Linked DNA regions of Sus scrofa: region 1 is linked to region 2. Evidence: chromatin contacts called from public promoter capture Hi-C data. All regions are on one chromosome and are shown on one strand. Each heading gives the region's core, a stretch centred on a gene start, on an enhancer-like site or on the middle of the called end of the contact. The rest is flanking DNA. Distances are from core to core; before and after follow the strand shown.

Evidence for each region. Promoter capture Hi-C pulls out the DNA fragments that hold promoters and counts their contacts.
Region 1: a contact with region 2 is called in a promoter capture Hi-C map of liver, with 7 times the contacts expected there. The contact joins the promoter of RAB3GAP1 here to the promoter of ZRANB3 in region 2. A contact is called at or near these places in 1 of 5 promoter capture datasets (liver), 2 of 47 Hi-C or Micro-C datasets (heart right ventricle and psoas muscle) and 2 of 2 datasets of contacts at active chromatin or transcription factors (alveolar macrophages and skeletal muscle).

Annotation. Positions count from the first base shown.
Region 1 is chr15:16,891,082-16,894,876 of Sscrofa11.1, forward strand. It overlaps RAB3GAP1 (rab3 GTPase-activating protein catalytic subunit), which reads right to left and starts at 2,067. Exons shown (of 27, transcript XM_013983945.2): 1 at 1,978-2,067; 2 at 1,821-1,876. The coding sequence starts at 1,995.
Region 2 is chr15:16,412,671-16,416,415 of Sscrofa11.1, forward strand. ZRANB3 (DNA annealing helicase and endonuclease ZRANB3) reads left to right here and starts at 1,621. Exons shown (of 21, transcript XM_021075255.1): 1 at 1,621-1,672. R3HDM1 (R3H domain-containing protein 1) reads right to left here and starts at 1,688. Exons shown (of 24, transcript XM_021075222.1): 1 at 1,667-1,688.

The DNA of each region.
Region 1 (3,795 bases), core at 817-3,316, 480 kb after region 2:
TTTTCAACTAAATACTGTTTCCTCATCCCATCCTCCAAGATTCAAGTTAAATTTTCTAACTACATTCAAGACATTAAGCTATTATCTCAAATTCAACAGGTCTAAAACTATTCTTCTTACTTTGCCACTTTCTTCATTCTTTCATGCAAGAAACTGCAGTTTCAATCTATGATTTTTTTCTACTCTTACATTTCATCAAGCACTATCTACTTCTTTAAAATGTCTTACAATCTTCTATCCTTCCTCTCCAGTCTCCAAATCACCTACTTTATCAAAGTAACTCACTGACCTTAATTTTACCTCACCTCCTAAAACAACTCATGTCACTGTACCACTCTAAAATCAAGGGTCTCTCACAATTGCTCCTTAATGGTTGTATAGTGTGGTCTCCAGACCAGCAGCATCAGCATCACCTGGGAGCTTGTTAGAAATGCAAATTTTTGAAATTACCTTAGACATACAGAGCCATAAACTGTGATTCTGATGCACATTAAAGTTTGAGAATCACTGGTATTAAAGCACCAAACCTAGATTCCTTTACTTAGCTTTGGAGGCTGTCTATAACCTGGGTCCTTTCTTCCTTAATAATTTTGTTTACTTTCCTTCAAAAGATAGCCCTCACTCCAGTAAAGATGTTTCATTAAATCCCAAAGGTTTTCACCTGTCTCTACTCACACTAGGCCCTTCTCATATTTAACTACTCCTATTTTCTGGGCCCAGCACATTTCCTATCTTTTCTTATGTAAATACTTCCAACAATTATAATCCACAACAACATCATCCTTAAACTACTATTTTTATAGTTAGTACTAGCTGGCTTAAAATTTAACTATTTGCTGTTTTGTTTTTTTTAAAACACATGGATCAAGGCTTTCGTTTTGTTTTTGTTCTTTTCTGTTAGTATAGTTCTGAACACACAATACCTGCTCAATAAAGCCTTGCCAATGTGGTTATGTCTTACTGTCTTTTAAGAGGGATACCACGGGTCAAACTAGTTTCCCAGCAGAGATGTTTTATATTTTCATATGTCGTTTGATGACATGGATTCCACAAACTTCTCCCGACCGGCAAGATTTTAGGATTATAAAACGTTGCAACCTCATCACCCAGAAAACCTGAAGGACCTCTGCGACATCAAAACTGTTAACCTCTTGATCTAAGCTATCAGTCATCCACAAACTAGGCCTTCAACTAATTTCAGTGAGCCAACAGTTTGACTCAGCTGTTCACTGGAGTTTGAAGGCACAGGACGCCTGGGCAAAGCACCCAATGACATGGAACAATCTGAATCAAAGCGTTCCAAAACCAGACACAGACTATTTCAAAAAGTTATTCTAAAAGACAGGATGGAGAAGGTGAGTGTGTGGCAGAGCCCACCACGACTCTGAAGAAAGGCCTCCTCCTGAAAAGGATGTACCCGGGAAGGAAAAAAAAAAAAAAAAAAAAAAAAAAAAGGCAGCTGTGAAGTTTATTGCTTACTAGAACTTGAGTTAAACGGAAGTTATAGCCTCGACAACTGTTTCTGCAGATGGACAACAACTAGAAAACCAAAGGTCTAAGGAGAGTGGTCCTTGGGCAGAGAAAACAAAACTTCGGAGAGCCGGAGGCTCCGGGTTTGGCTGAAGGGGGACGGGCCGGGGCTTGTCAGCCAGGAGATGCGGAAGAAGCCTGCGGCTGACCCGAGAAGGGAGGAAGCGGAGACGCGGGCAGCCAAGGTTTTACTTTTCCCGCATAAGTGGCGTCACCAGTGGGCTCTGTTAGGGGAGTGACAGGGGAGACGCCGGGGCCCAAAGTGTTGGTAACCAAACACACGACCTTACCTTTCCCATTCTGAGGCAGTGGTGAAGTCCGTGATCTCAAACACCTCGGACTCGGGCTGCGGGAAGGGGAAGAAAGAAAGGAATTGAGCGCCTGAGCGCTGACGCGGAGAATCGAACTTAAATAGAGACAGGGATAGGTATGAAACAAACACCTCACCTCACTGTCGGCCGCCATCTTGAGGAGCGCCAAGGCGGGCGCTAGGGATGCCGGGAAGAAGAGCTGGAGGACGGGGGTGGGGAGAACAGGGGGAGGAGCCTCTGCGCAGTCCCACCCCCGGAGGCCCCGCCTCCTGATAGTGAGTCCTGATAGTGAGTCCTCTTCATAGGTTGAAATCATCTGAAAAAAAAAATTTTTTTTTTAAATGCTTTTGTTCCTGGGAAGGGAATCTTACTCTGCCCTCAACTCCTCGTTCTCTGGATGATTTAATAAAATTTGAAAATTTCCCTTAATGAATTAGGAAGGGAACAGAGCCAAGGAGATAAGACAAGGCCCTAGAAGCATTTAACTTGTTTTAAAAAATCCAACAGGAGTTCCCGTCGTGGTGCAGTGGTTAAGGAATCCGACTAGGAACTATGAGGTTGCGGGTTCGGTCCCTGCCCTTGCTCAGTGGGTTAACGATCCCGCGTTGTGGCAAGCTATGGTGTAGGCCGCAGACGCGGCTCGGATCCTGCGTTGCTGTGGCCCTGGAGTAGGCTGGCAGCTACAGCTCCGATTCGACTCCTAGCCTGGGAACCTCCCTATGCCGTGGGAGCGACCCAAGAAATGGCAAAAAAACAAAATAAATAAATAAGTAAATAAATAAGAAACCCAACACACATTTTGTTTTTCATTCAACCTCTACTGATTGATTGCAAGGCACTGAGCTAAGTGCTTTATAACCCACCTTTCCTCACCGCCCCACTCCTCAAAGAACTTAAGCAGTTTGCCTAAGTCATGAAATAAAATCATGCTAGTTATCTGGTTTCTGGGAAGAGCAACATGCTGTTCAATGAAAACTTTTAAGCCATTCAGAAACAGAATAGGTGCCAGCAGTTAGAAATTATTTCTCATACATACTCTATTATTTACAGAGAAAATCATACCATGTCCAGGGTTTGCTTCAAAATAATGGGAGGGAGAAGTGGATAAGGATAGAAATAAAACAAATCAGCGATGAGTGGGTAATTGATTAAGCCAATGATGGGTACATGTGTATTTATAATATTCTCTTTCCTTCTGTAAGGGTGAATTTTTTCATAATTAAAAGTTTTTTAAAAATTTAAATATCATTTAAAGATTTTTTTTTTTTTGTAATTCAAATGTGGGGGTAGAGGAACCAGAAAAAATGGCTTAAGCAATTAAAAAATTTAACCCTAAAATAAGAGAAAGAGACATAAAAAATTTGGTGATGTAGATGGTGCAATGAGGAAACTAAGGCCAGAGAATTTCAAGAATAGTTATTGCCAGTGCTAAGCCTTTAACTCCTGTCTCTTGATATTTCTTCTAGTTTTTGTTCATTATACTAGTGGGAGTTTGGGGCTACTTCTGCAGCAATCTGTCCCAACTTGCACCTTCATTCATTTATAAGCATTTATTAAATACCTACCATAAGCCAATCATAGCACTAGGCTCCAGGGTAATGAAGATATAGTGCAGGTATTATCTCAGATTTCAAGGAACTCAAGATGGAGTAGGAAGACGGGAAATCTACTGCCTATGAACAGAGGTGTTAAATGTATTAGTATCACTGTTATCAATGTGGAGGCCAATCAATGGTGACCTTAACAAGAAGAATCTTGGAGGACAAATGAAGGATAAAATGGAGACAGCCAGGATAGGGGCCGAGAAAGCCTCTAAGCGGAGAGAGAGTAGCACATCCAGAGGCTGAAAGTTAGGAAGATCTGGTCTATCTAATGAACTGAAATCAGACACCTAGAACACAGTGGTTACAATGAAGTTAGAAAGGAAGGCATAGGCCAGGCCATATAGAGCCTT
Region 2 (3,745 bases), core at 371-2,870:
GGGTGTGTCCAATTACTTTAGTCGCATTGTTATCCTACTCTGTTAAATATTACACAGGTCTTACTGTTTCAAATATTACAAGTAGGTGGGCTGCCAGTTTGACTTTTTTTCATTATTCAAAACTTCTTGTAATAGATGACATTAGGCTAAAAGCCAAGTGTTTCTTCAGAATTACAATTAGGCAGACCATAACCATACATAAAAAAACTTTTTTTTCTGAAAAATCTTATTAGAAAAATCATCTGCTATTTACTAAGCCTTACTATTTTAGAAAGCTCCTCTTTGCCTTTTACTTAACTGACTCGCTAGCCCAATTATAGATGGGACATGACAGCCTTCAAGTTTCTGCATAAAAGCAAGCTCAAAGAACAGAGGCACTCTCCTTCGCACCTAGCAACAACAATAACACAAAAAAGAGAACAACGGCAAAAAACTTCAACCACACAGGGAATTGGAGGGAGAACCTAAGGCTCAACCCTAACGTGTGTAAATCTGATCTCCGAGATCCGTGGCGTTGACAGTCATTCAACTTTCTTTTTAATAGCCCCACTGTGCTTTTTCTGGTACCACAGGCAAAATGTACCACCTCACCTTTCACCAACCGGTCGTAACGCTTTATTTCCTTTTTAAAAATTCTCGGGGTTGTAAGGCCAGGGGCCGCGGCCGTGTGGTGGGCCGATGAGCCCGGGGTAGCGGCGCCAACCACCCGGGAAAGCAGAGCCACTCACGGCACCGCTCCTGGCAGGCCTTCTGTGGCTGGTTCCCGAGTCCCTGGGGCTGCAAGGGCAGCAGCAGCAGCCAAGGCAGGGACTCGGGAACCTTTCCCCTGCCTCCTCCGCTAGGCCTCGAGGGGTTTGCTTTTCACATGGCCCCCGGGTGGGGGCGGTGGGCGCAAGGTAGTGGATGCAGTTGCAGCCGCAGCGGCCGACCAGACTAGCCAGGACGCCCTCGGAACCAGACCTCCCCGCGGGCTGGCAGCAACAGCACCTCAGCGGGGCCCTGGCTGGAGCGCCGACCGCTCCGCGGGGAAGGCCACCTTCTCACACACATCTCTCCCCTGCCTGCCTTTCTCCGTTAGCGCTACCGGTTGGCGGGCGGGGGAGGGGAACAAGGCGCGTTATTCCCGGGGAGCTGGAGGGGGGAGGGGAAGGCATCTCTTACCCGCGTTACTGAGAAGGAGGAGGAGGCGGCTGGAGCGCGGCGCGGCGGGGCGACGGCGGGGCTGGGTGGGTGCAAGTAAGAGTCTTACGAAAGGGAATTAACCCCATCACCAGCCCGGACACCGGCTCCAGCAGCAGCCGCGGCTGGCGGAATCCCGCCCCTTCCCACCACGCACTAGCCCCGCCTCCTCGTTCTCTTTGAGGGGCAGTCGACAAATCATAGGTTGTATATTCTCGGAGTGATAGGAGGATCATCCAATCACGCCTGAAAAAAATGCCTTCTCTCCACCCCTTTCTCTCCTATCGGCCGCGGGAGAGCCTAGCCAAGTCTTTCTCCACCCTCAAGGGAAAAAGAGCCAATCGGCGGTAAGAATCCGCCCTTGAAGGACACAAAGGACAACCAATGGTAAAACTAAAAGGACAGCCATTTTGCCCACTTGTAAAAGAGCCACCTTTTCCCACGAGTTGGAGCCTGAGGTGGGGGAGTTCTGGGAGTTTTTACTGACCTGGAGGTATTGGAGAGACAACCATATTTCTTCAAGGAGTATTTATAGTGCTTTATAAGAGTAAAGGAAAATTTTCATCCTCCATGTGGTGGAAGTGAGAAATGCCGTTTAAGGGCTTGGCTCCTCCCCTCAGCGGTAACGGGTTCTAAGTCGAACACCTGGTTTATTCAGCCTCTGTGAGGAAAGGCGGGGTGATTGCCCTTTTCGGCCAGCAGCCAACTACAGCTCCCAGTGTGCTTTGCTCCTGCCTATATTCTTTCATCGGTTTGCTTGCAGCGGGGCCTGACGGGAATTGTAGTTCCCGGGAGGTACCCATGAAGCCTCTTTGGCCAATGAGAAAGGACAAACTTTTGAATGATTTGGAGTTTGGGGCGGGGAACTAGTTGCTAAGCTGTGGCGAAGCCTTTTTGCCGTCCTAATAGAAGAGGGAAGGGATGGAAAAGAAGGTAGTCGGGGAAGAGTCTTTTCAGAACGCCGTAGGGGTTTTAAATGCTGGTGTTTGAACTCTCTTACTTTCAGTTTGTCCCTTTGAAGTCACTTCCGCTTTGGGGCGGACACATGCCAAACCTGTGGCGGGAGTTGGAGATTCTACAGCGAATACACCAGGTGTGGCGGTCTGGGAGTGGCATGGCGGGCAAGTCGGAAGTTTCTTGCGTGAAAGAGAGGAAATTAAATGGAATTTAATTGCATTTTAGAAAGAGTGGGTGAAATGGGATGGGGCTACTTCCCAAGGGCTGAATGCCAGTCTTCAATTCCAGAGACTTCAATTTCCTGTCTTCTGACCTGCTCAGTATTATATTACACCCATTTACTTGTGATGGGTGTTTCTGTGGCCTTTTTCACATCTTCAGTTTGGCTAAAAACTGCCCAGAAATTCTGAGCTAACTCCTCCTACTTTAACGAACAAACTTTTAAAGGCTGGTTCAAAGGAGAAAAGCTACAGAAGGGATTGATAGTCAATAATGGGCCTTTTGGGAATTCCTGTCCTGGCTCAGTGGTTAAGGAACCCGAGTAGTGCCCGTGACGCGCGTTCCAGCCCTGGCATCGCTCAGTGGGTTAAGGATCTGGAGTTGCCCTGAGCTGTGGTGTAAGTTGCAGATGAGGCTTGGATCCCGCCTTGCTGTGGCTGTGGCATAAGCCTGGCAGCCTCAGCTCCCATTCGACCCCTAGACTGGGAACCGCCACATGCCCCGCGGTACAGCCTTAAAAAGACAAAAACCAAAAACCAAAAAACCTGAAGAATGGGCCCATTAGTTTCTTCTTCTTCTCCTTTTTTTTTTTTTTTTTTTTAATGTAAAGCATTCATTAAACAAGTGCCCACAGGGTACCACCTATAATAACACTGATGAATATAAACATCATTGTAAAGTCTTTGGAGCCCATAAGCTTAGCACATCAGACCCTGCCTAGTTAATGCGCCTTTGGGATGTAAAGTTAAGTATATTCTTGCTGTTGGACTCTCCTTTGGGAGCCTTTGGAGACTCTTTGAAATAATGAGATGCAGAAGGTATTAACAGGAAAAGCCTTTCAGCAAGTTACTGTTGTGGCTCAGCAGGATAAGAATCCGACTAGTATCCGTGAGGTTGCTTGTTCAATCCATGGCCTCGTTCAGTGGATTAAGGATGGGGTGTTGTATTAATGCGGCTGTGGTATACGCAGGGCAGCTGCAGCTCCAAATCCATCCCTAAGCTGGAAACTTTTATATGCCATTCGTGTGGCATATAAAAAGATCAAAAAAAGAGGCCTTTCCTCCCCACCTCTGATGGCTTTCATTCTTAAACTCTTTTCCCCATCATTTTGACTGACTTCCTCAAATACATTCAAATTTCCCCACAGTTTCACTGAAACTTTCTTTTATAAATCATCCTGTAAATATTTATTGAGTATTTACACTGTATTAGTTACTATACCAGATTTTGGGGGAAGAGAAATGGCAAAACGACAGGTTCTTGACCAAAAGTAGTGAGGAAGACAGAGGCCAAACAAAATTAATGGTAGTGTTACTTGTTCTTTTAATCTCTAAGTTTCTTCATTAGTCAGGTTTTGCTAGTTACTTTTTCCATTCTACATGTGGACTAA